Regions from separate parts of the Hordeum vulgare genome. Here all the other regions are linked to region 2. The links are chromatin contacts, called in public Hi-C maps. All regions are on one chromosome and are shown on one strand. The core of a region is the stretch at or near the end of the contact, and the rest is flanking DNA. Distances in the headings are between cores, read along the strand shown.

Region 1 (3,175 bases), core at 330-2,829, 270 kb after region 2:
TATGCAATAACATGTTATTTTATTTTATTTTTGGAAACTAACCTATTAATCTAGTGCCTAGTGTCAGTTCTCGTTTTTGCGTATTTTTGACTTTTACAGAAAATCAATACCAAACAGAGTCCAAATACGATGAATTTTTCTGGATCAAAAAAGATCCAGGGAACCTCGGGAGAAGACCTGAGGAGCCACGAGGTGGCGACGAGTCTGGGGGCGCCCAAGGAGGTAGGGCGCGCCACATGAGCTCGCGGGCCCCTCGTGGCACCTCCTCACCTGATTTCGCCGTCGCAAGTCTTTGTTTCGTCGTGATCCCATTTTAAGACCTTTTTTGGTACCCTGTCGGAGGAGAATTGATCACGGAGGCTTTCTACATCAACCTTACTGCCTCTATGATGATGTGTGAGTAGTTCACCAGAGAGCTACGAGTCCATGGCTGTGGGGATCCGGACTCATAAGTCGTGATCACCGAATGCACGTGTTCAACGCTCACCAAATATATAAAAGCTGAATAACAAGAGTTTTACGTCCATACATACTGTCTTACACAAATAAAAACCATTACGACCAAGTCTTACATAGATAAGACCATGAAGGCCGAACACCAACACAATCTAGCAGCGAAAAATCCTGATAAAAAACGTGAACCCATATCATCAGTCTTAATCCTACGTGCACCACGTTATTCCACGGGATTGCATTCCATGCATTTTGCATGAACCTAACAATTGATTCAAGCGAACACGACACATTTCACAATAAAATCCTTTGTTTGCAGAATTTGGCATATGTTTCTGAAGAAATTGTCCTGTAATGAAATAATTTGTCATAAAAACGAATATCACTCTCCTAGGAAACGTTCGCTGGCTATTGAGGTTCTTGAATAATCCCTCCTACTCTGTTATTAGTAAAAAAAAAAATCAATTACTGTGCTCCGTGCCCGCCAAAAAGAAGAAGAAAACAATTACCGTTGCTCGGTCAAACCTGCCAGCAACATGCGCATCCCTCGGCACGATCGATGCGTGCTTCTTCTTGTTTTTGCGATTTAATATGCAGCTCCATCAAGAAGCTAAAAAGAAACTCCCAAAACAGGTGAGTAACGCTCGTCAAATCAACTGTGCTAGGTCAACTCTGTCACCGAAACTCCATTTATCTGTTGAGCTCCAGAAGCAAACGTGACCGGCGGTAATAAGTTTGTTAGGTGCCTCGTTTAAAAAGAAATTGATAGGTACCACTACCAAGAAAATCCGGATCTTATGAGCAAATCCATACATATTTTTTCATAGCTAAATAATTTTAGTTGGAAAAAACTATTCGAAGTATATAGTAGCTCGTTTATTACCTAAAAAAAGCTCGTTTATGTACACTCAAGAAAGAAAAAAAGCTCGTTTGTTATGTGTGTTGTCACCTAACTTAGTCGTGGTCGTCGTTTACAGTCTCAGCAGCCACCAGCCAGGCAGGTACGTACACGGCCAGCGACAAGTCCACCCCGAACGCTCGAGGCTAGATGGCCCCGCCAGCCAGGTCAGTCATGTTCCCCCCGCGTTTTATAAAACCACTCGGCCTAGGCAGCAACCCGTAGCCCTGCACAGCGCGAGAGACCAACCAGAACCAACCCCCCCCCCCCCCCCCCCCCCCCCCCCCCCCCCCCCCCCCGCCGGAAGGAGATGAGCTACTACGGCCAGCAGCAGGCGCCCGTCGGCGCCCCGCCGCAGCAAGGTATGTCAGCCTCCTTCCATTCCATCAACCTCTCCTTCTACCTTTTCCCCGACGGTTCAACGGAATTGACCTTGCGTGGTGCGTGAACCTTCAATTCTCCAGGTTACCCGCCGCAAGGGTACCCTCCGGCCGGCTACCCGCCGCCGCAGCAGGGCTACCCGCCGGCCGGATACGGCCAGCAGGGCTACCCACCTCAACAGGGCTACCCGCCCCAGCAGCAGCAGCAGCAGCAGAACAGCGGGCCTTCCTTCATGCAAGGATGGTACGTCCTCTGTCTTAATTTCGATCCAACTGCATAGATACTAGATAGGAATAGGATTAATTAAAGACAGCTTGTTCAAAGAGTTAGGAACTTAATTTGGTGGCTGGGCAAAGATCAGCCCGGGTCGTCGCCGGTGAATTAGCTAGATAGACTTCGTTGCGCGCACGTTTGGTTTCTATGGGTAGGGACGGCGACTTGACGCGTGAGCTACCCTGGAAACGGCGAGACCTCGACGACTTGTCAACCGCAAATTAATGGTAAAGACCGCGCCTATGATCAACCTCGGTCAAACGGGACGTACGAATCCTACCTGTTCCTATCTCTGATATTCATACCCGGAGATTTCATTGATGAAATCAAGAACCGTATCTCGTAGTGATATTTTACAACCGAGATTACGGCCCTGTTTGATAACAAAGTAGTAAAAAAACTAAAGTATTAAAAACTGCAGTAATTTTACGTGTAGATAGAAAATACCATGGTTTTAATATAACAATATTTTTTGCAGTATTCACAATATAGAGAAACCGTTTGATTACGCCACATATTACTATAAAATTTACCAGCTAGCCGTTGATGGTGCATGCATTCGTAGCTAGCTAGCTAGCTGCCTTCTCTGTTTTTTAAAAAGAGGTCTGGGGTTCTTTTTTTATGCAGAGAAAAAACCACAGTTTTTCTAATATTGCAGTTTTAAAATCACAATTCTTAGAGGCAACCAAACACCTCACTGTAAATAAAACTATGATAATCTCCAAGACTGCAGTATTCTAAAAATACTACGAAAATTCTTCGTTATCAAACAGGGCCTACATCGGCATACATATCATGACGATCAAAACATACGATCTTGATGATATAAATCTTCTCCGGGCGGACGGACAAGATGCAAAAGCTGGAAATCGTCCAAATTCGTTTGCTGCCAAGTGTTCTCAAGTGTTAGTATAAAATTCAGCGTTTCACATGCGACCATGTGTTGGTGTTAAGATAATTGGTTCTCTTCACGTTACTACTTGGAATATGCCCACCTCTTCCCACATGCCGAATATCCGGTGTTTTGTGTAAGACGACACCCGCCGGCACCAATGCATTATTAGAAAAATCCTTGTTATTAGCTCAGGTAATATATGTACAATTAATATTTAGCAGTAGCGCGGCTCTGGCTCACGCTACAGCTAAATAGCAGCAGCGTCGGTCTCTGCC
Region 2 (3,108 bases), core at 274-2,773:
AAGATTCAACATCTTTGTGTTGAGGCCAATAGGATATGAAAATTCCAATAATTTTTGGGAAATGGAAGATCAATGACTAAATTGACCAGAACAAATAATAGCCAGACAGGAACACGATTCCAAGAAAACACCAAGCTGTAGAAATTCCTTGGAGAATAACATAAGATACTGATTTGTTGCTCGGTATTGCCAAGGTAAAGTTAGATAGCAGTTAAATTCAAGTGCAGGAACTAAAGTAAAGCATTTACCTGAACTTCCTTTAGCTTATCGGCCAGGTTTGCTTCTAATGGATCACCATTTCACCACTAAGAAGAGAAAGTGTAGATAAAACATCCAGCCTCGACATATCAAATAGGATGGGTGCATGGGTTGTGCATGGGGTGCAATATATTTGAAAATATTAGCAGCGAGATGTTAAGCTCAACCGTTCTATATTATACAGCTGTAGAGAGAAAAATAAGTTAGTTTTACATGAGCACCGAGGAGTATAACTCGTCCACGAGATATCTTGATGGCAACACCTGCAGTACAATGCTTTGCCGCTTTGATTTCCTCACAAACAAACAAATAACCTCAGAGCTAGCTCCAACAGATTTACACTATGAAGAAAGCACACACACAAACTTCCTACTGACATCATTTGCAAAGACATGGACATCTGCATCAGGTTTAGCTTGACATTAAGTTAGACAAAGGTAACAAGTTAATTTCCAAACCAATATAACATCTAAGATATACACACTAAATCTAAACCATCTGTTCATCACAAAAAAATTAGGAGCCAGTAGCAAGGATGTCGACCATATCATCTACAGCGGCAACTCACAAGAGTCGGAGACACCTGTGCTAACAAGTTGAGAGGGGATTCCTCATGAACTTGAGGAACTTGCTCTCCTATCACCGACATCACACATGCATAAAAAATAAACGAAGAAGCATCAATGAGTGGCAAAGTGCAGGTAACAACAGTTAATGTAGAGTAGAAGCAAAACCAAACCTCCTTATATCCTAGGGCCGAAGATTTGGAGGGCTGCATCTCAGGTTCTCAAACAGAGAACAAAAGCAAGTAGAAACCAATCCAACCCAATCAATCCTCCCGCAGTAGAGAAGGAGCTGCCCGAAACCGAACACAAATCAGAGGAACAAATCCAATAGAGGGACAAATGCATGGAGGATAAGAGGGACGAGGGGGCACCTTGACGAGCTACGTGGCATCGGCGTCCCGAGAAGAAGCACATGGCTCCCTTGACGCGAACGCGAGGATCTTGTCGAGCAGGGCCGCCGCCTGGATCATCACTCCCCACCGTCGTCCTCTCCTTCGCTGCCACAAGACACCTCTCGCCTTTTTCCATTCCCCTCCGTTGGTCCGTGTCACCGGCCTCCTCCGCCATTCGCCCGAGATCCGCCATCTTCGCCTCGAACCGCCACTCGATCCAGCACGAGAGTCAGGGAAGAGAGAGAGGGCACGGAGGGGGAGCACCTGCATTTGAATGGGAGGTTGACCTTGTCGACGAGGAGGTCAGGAGAGGTGGCATCCTCCCCACCACTCATGGTCCTGCGAGGCGACAGGCAGATCTCCTCATGGTCCGCCCAAAGCGAAGGGGGAAGGGGATGTGCGGATGTGGATGCGGCGGCTAGCGTTTACCTTGAGGTCGAGGGGCTCCCCGGCACGCTTGAAGTAGACCTTGACGAGGAGGAGGCCCTCATCGTGCTTGCACACGACGGACTTGAGGAAGCGGCCGCGGCCGACGGGGTCGAGCAGCACGAGGTTGTAGGTGGAGGGAAGGTCGTGCAGGTAGTACTCCGTCGCCGACACCTGCGTCGTCCGCGTGATCTTGTTCCCCATAAGAGTCAGCCCCCTCTTCTCCCCGCCCGCGTCATCGCCGCGGGGGAGGGGCTCGCCGCTCGCTGGCGCGGGGGTTTTGCTTTTGCGGGCATCCTAGAGAGGTGCCCCATTAGTAACCCTGGTTACTAATCGCGCACCAGCTGGTGGTGCGTCATTAGTAGTTTTGCAAAAAAAATTATAGTAGTGGCGCACTAGGTGAGTGGTGCGCCATTACTAGTTAAACTAGTAATGGCACACTCTGCCCCGGTGCGCCATTAGTACTTTTGGAAGAAAAAAAAGTTTGTTAGTAGTGGCGCACCGAGTGTGTGGTGCGCCATTAGTGTCCATCACACTAATGGCGCTCCTGCACATGGTGCGCCACTGCTATATAGTAGTGGCGCACTACTTGTCTGGTGCGCCATCAGTGTCTATATTATATATAGTCCTTTTCCTAGTAGTGTAATGTAAAGTTTTCCAAAGTTAGAAATCACCACAGAAGGTCTTGAGGGGTTTGGGACAAGTTCTTCTATTCTCCTTTATGCACCACTTGGTGTGGATTCATTATTGGAGTATTAGAACATGTCCATCAAATTTGAGCACAAATGGAGACACTTGGCAATGTAGAGTTGCTCAAATTTGGATCTGGACAGATAGGGTTTTAGAATAATTAAGTGAATCAAATCAACTTGGATTGAGATGAAACTTGGCAAGATCATCACATATATCATATGTGACATGCTAGAATTTTACAGGAATTTATTAAGAATATTTCTTATAGAAGCATTTCAAAATCTTGAAATAGGCACGAAGGGTTTTGAATTGTGAACATGACCATGTGCTGAAACTCTTATATATGGAATATATATGTCCACTGAATTTCTGTAAATTTTCTCAAATATTTTGAAAGCAATAAAAATCACTTTCCTTCATTGGCCTCAGAGAAAGGTATTTAAATAAAATAGTAAATTAACTTTTAAAATAATAACACATGGCTTTTGGGAAGCCATTTTGATAATGGGATTTAAATAAATTATTTGATGCAATATAACTTCCCTAATTTGAGGACTTGTAGTACAAATCCCAACTCAGGGGTTTTGGAAAGCTTAAATCAAGGAAATGCTTTTTGGTGGAAATAATATTTGGTAAAAATAGTTTATGGTCCTATTCACATGGCATAATCATTAAGCAGGAGTTTTGGGCTAAGGAGGTAAGTCTGGAGAGTAACAGGAACATTGGATTCAAACAGAAGCAATAGACAAGCAAGCAACCATCACAAGCAATAA
Region 3 (3,024 bases), core at 208-2,707, 490 kb after region 2:
TCGGCCGATCACACACTCACACACACATACGAGGGGAAAAGACAGCTCCCAGCTCCTTCTTCCTCCAGCATACAACTCCAGGAGCTTATGGTATCCCCAGCCGGATCATCAACCAACTCAAGCAGGACTAGGGATGTTACCTCCCAGGGAGGGCCACGAACCTGGGTACTTCATGTGTCTCGCACCGCTCGTTTCCAATCCTGTTTCCGGAGCCCGTCGGCGTCCTTTCGGTCCCAACCACGTACGATTAGCCACCCCATGACATCTGTCGTGAGAAAACGACGACATAAACCTCTTGGCCCTTGATCCTCACGCATGGCCCAAGATGCTCGGAGATCCTTGAAGACTAATGCAGTTTTTGGGTGAATCCCATTACCATGCTCTTTAAACACATGATCCAGGTGCCCACAGACAGCGCACCAATCTGGAAGACGCTCGTATTTCACCCTGTAGATTTGTCTATTCGAGTCTCTGATCAAAGACACAACGTTCTTCAGCGGTTTGTGGACGTTGATTCGGACCTAGACACGGTAAAAGTTTCCCGTGAAATCAAAGGATGCACGCTCTGAGAACAGAACTTCTCCCATCTTTGAGGCTAAGGTGGGTACCAGGTGTGCATAGAGGCTCAAGACATCATGAATCTAGATCCATATGTCCAAGCTATCAAGCTTAACCTTAAATGGTCGAGTTACACCATCATATGGGGTGATTATGACTGCATTACCACGAAACTTTCAAGGTCCTTCCTGCATGACTCGCTCCCAATTGCCCACGCAATGGAGTTGAAGTGTATACAGGTTCTCCTCCAGCGGCTTGAAGTTGACCGGGTGCGCAAGGCTCCATGCCGCACGCATGTTTCTGAAAAACCATCCCTAGGTGTAAGGTTTATCAATGTGGACTCGCGTCACCGCACGCCATAGAGCAGCATCCCGCAGCACCTCGGACTTGTCCACCACCACGTCATCCATGTCGGCTTCCTGAAGACCAAGCTCCGCCATCACTTCCTCAATCTCCGATGCGATAAAAGAGCTGCCGGCCGCAGCCAGGCCCCCTTTTCTTTTCGCAACCATAGTTCAGCAAAACATAACCCGATCTATCGTAACCGGGTATATGAAGATGGGAAAAACTAACCCAGGCCGACCCCAATAGAGGAGTTCGTAACCGAAAAGGAAACGAAGCCCTCATCCGATCGAAGGAAAGGAATAAAGTTTTCCGACTCAACGGTGACGAGATCGCCATCGAGAGAACGAAACCCTAGCTAGAGTGAACGCTTGCGGTCGGAAGGAACGCAGCTGCCTTCGCTATGTGCGTGCATTTGCTCGGCATTCTGCCGCGGCGAGCGGCAAGGAGTTCACGTGAAGCCCACACATAGGCCCAACTGAGAGGCAGACGGACGGCTGTGGTGGTATGGCCCAGCCCGTCTCTGCCTATAACGCGCAGCAGAAGCGAGGAGGGGAGATTTCTTGAAGGAAAAAAAAAACGAGGAGGAGGGAGAGAGAGAGGGAGGAACGAAACCCTCGTGGCCTCGACTGGAGGTCGAGCTGCGGTAGCCGGTAGGGCTTACTGGTTTAGTGGGGATGGGAGGAGCCTCGCCGGCGATAAAGCCTATCGGCAAATCAGCGGTGCACCGGATTTGCTCCGGCCAAGTCATCTTCGACCTCTCGTCCGCAGTGAAGGAGCTCGTGGAGAACAGCCTCGACGCCGGCGCCACCACCGTCGAGGTCGGCCTCAAGGCCTACGGTGAGGAGTGGTTCAAGGTCGCCGATAACGGCAGCGGCATCTCGCCCAGCAATTTCCAGGCACGCACAAACGCAACCCCTCATTCCTAATCTCTGCATCTTTTGTCGTTTCTCCGGCCTGTCATTGGTTGCTGACCGTGCCATGCCGTCGTGCCGTCACCTTGTTAGGCGCTTGCTCTAAAGCATCACACGTCCAAGATATCGGATTTCTCCGATCTCAACTCCGTGGTCACCTTCGGGTTCCGGGGGGAGGCGTTGAGCTCCCTCTGTGCATTGGGGAAACTGACGGTCGAGACAAGGACTAAAGATGAGTTGGTCGGCACACATTTGGAGTTTGAGCATTCGGGTGTGGTCAGCAGTGAGAGGAAGATTGCACGGCAAGTCGGGACCACCGTAACCATCGAGAAACTCTTCTCCACCTTGCCGGTTCGGGGCAAGGAGTTTAGCAGGAATATCAAGAAGGAGTACGGGAAAGTGATCTCCTTGCTACATGTGAGTTTCACATCTTGCTTTCTGTATTTATTTTTACATCCTGTTTTATTACGATAGATGCTCAAACTTCTTTTCTCCTGTTGTTATAATGTCCCATTACTAATTGTCTGGTCTTACCTGCTTTAGGCTTATGCCTTAATTGCCAAAGGGGTCAGATTACTTTGCACAAATACTGTTGGCAAGAATTCTAAAATGGTGGTGGTTAAAACTCAAGGAAGCAGTTCGCTGAAGGACAATATCGTTACGGTCTTTGGCTTGAACACTTTAAAATGCCTGGAGCCCTTCAACCTGGCCCTCTCTGAAGGCTGCCAGGTAGAAGGTTTTCTTTCCAAGCCTGGACCAGGCACCGGCCGCAATTCAGGAGATAGACAATTCTTCTATGTAAATGGCAGACCCGTCGACATGCCAAAGGTAACCAAACTTGTTAATGAACTGTACAGGAGTTCCAATTCCAGGCAATACCCTCTGGCTGTCCTAAATTTTTGCATCCCAACCACATCTTATGATGTCAATGTCGCACCTGATAAGAGGAAAATTTTCTTCTCATCCGAGGATACTATTTTGTTATCTTTACGGGAGGCTATTGAAAGCCTGTACAACCCTCAACAGTGCAGTTTTTCCATCAATCACATTGAAGATCCTGAAAAGGTCAATCACACTGAAGATCCTGTAAAGGAAGATGACCCTACGATTGATGAACCTATTAAAAGCACATATTTAATGGACAAGGAGAATGTTTCATCGCCTGAAAATGATAACTGCAAGGAAGACACTGATAGTGATGATCAGGACC

What was found. A called contact is a pair of places that touch in the nucleus more often than the background predicts.
Region 1: a Hi-C map of seedling shows a contact between it and region 2, with 5 times the contacts expected there. The contact joins the promoter of LOC123404300 here to the promoter of LOC123404120 in region 2. A contact is called at or near these places in 1 of 6 Hi-C or Micro-C datasets (seedling) and 1 of 1 datasets of contacts at active chromatin or transcription factors (embryo).
Region 3: a Hi-C map of seedling shows a contact between it and region 2, with 3 times the contacts expected there. The contact joins the promoter of LOC123401073 here to the promoter of LOC123404120 in region 2. A contact is called at or near these places in 2 of 6 Hi-C or Micro-C datasets (leaf and seedling) and 1 of 1 datasets of contacts at active chromatin or transcription factors (embryo).

The regions. Positions count from the first base shown.
Region 1 is chr6H:323,169,081-323,172,255 of MorexV3_pseudomolecules_assembly, reverse strand. LOC123404300 (cysteine-rich and transmembrane domain-containing protein WIH2-like) reads left to right here and starts at 1,579. Exons shown (of 3, transcript XM_045098225.1): 1 at 1,579-1,713; 2 at 1,816-1,975. The coding sequence starts at 1,662.
Region 2 is chr6H:323,434,545-323,437,652 of MorexV3_pseudomolecules_assembly, reverse strand. LOC123404120 reads right to left here and starts at 1,523. Exons shown (of 6, transcript XR_006611658.1): 1 at 1,196-1,523; 2 at 249-1,113.
Region 3 is chr6H:322,946,218-322,949,241 of MorexV3_pseudomolecules_assembly, reverse strand. It overlaps LOC123401073 (DNA mismatch repair protein PMS1), which reads left to right and starts at 1,457. Exons shown (of 12, transcript XM_045094789.1): 1 at 1,457-1,799; 2 at 1,908-2,231; 3 at 2,358-3,024. The coding sequence starts at 1,578.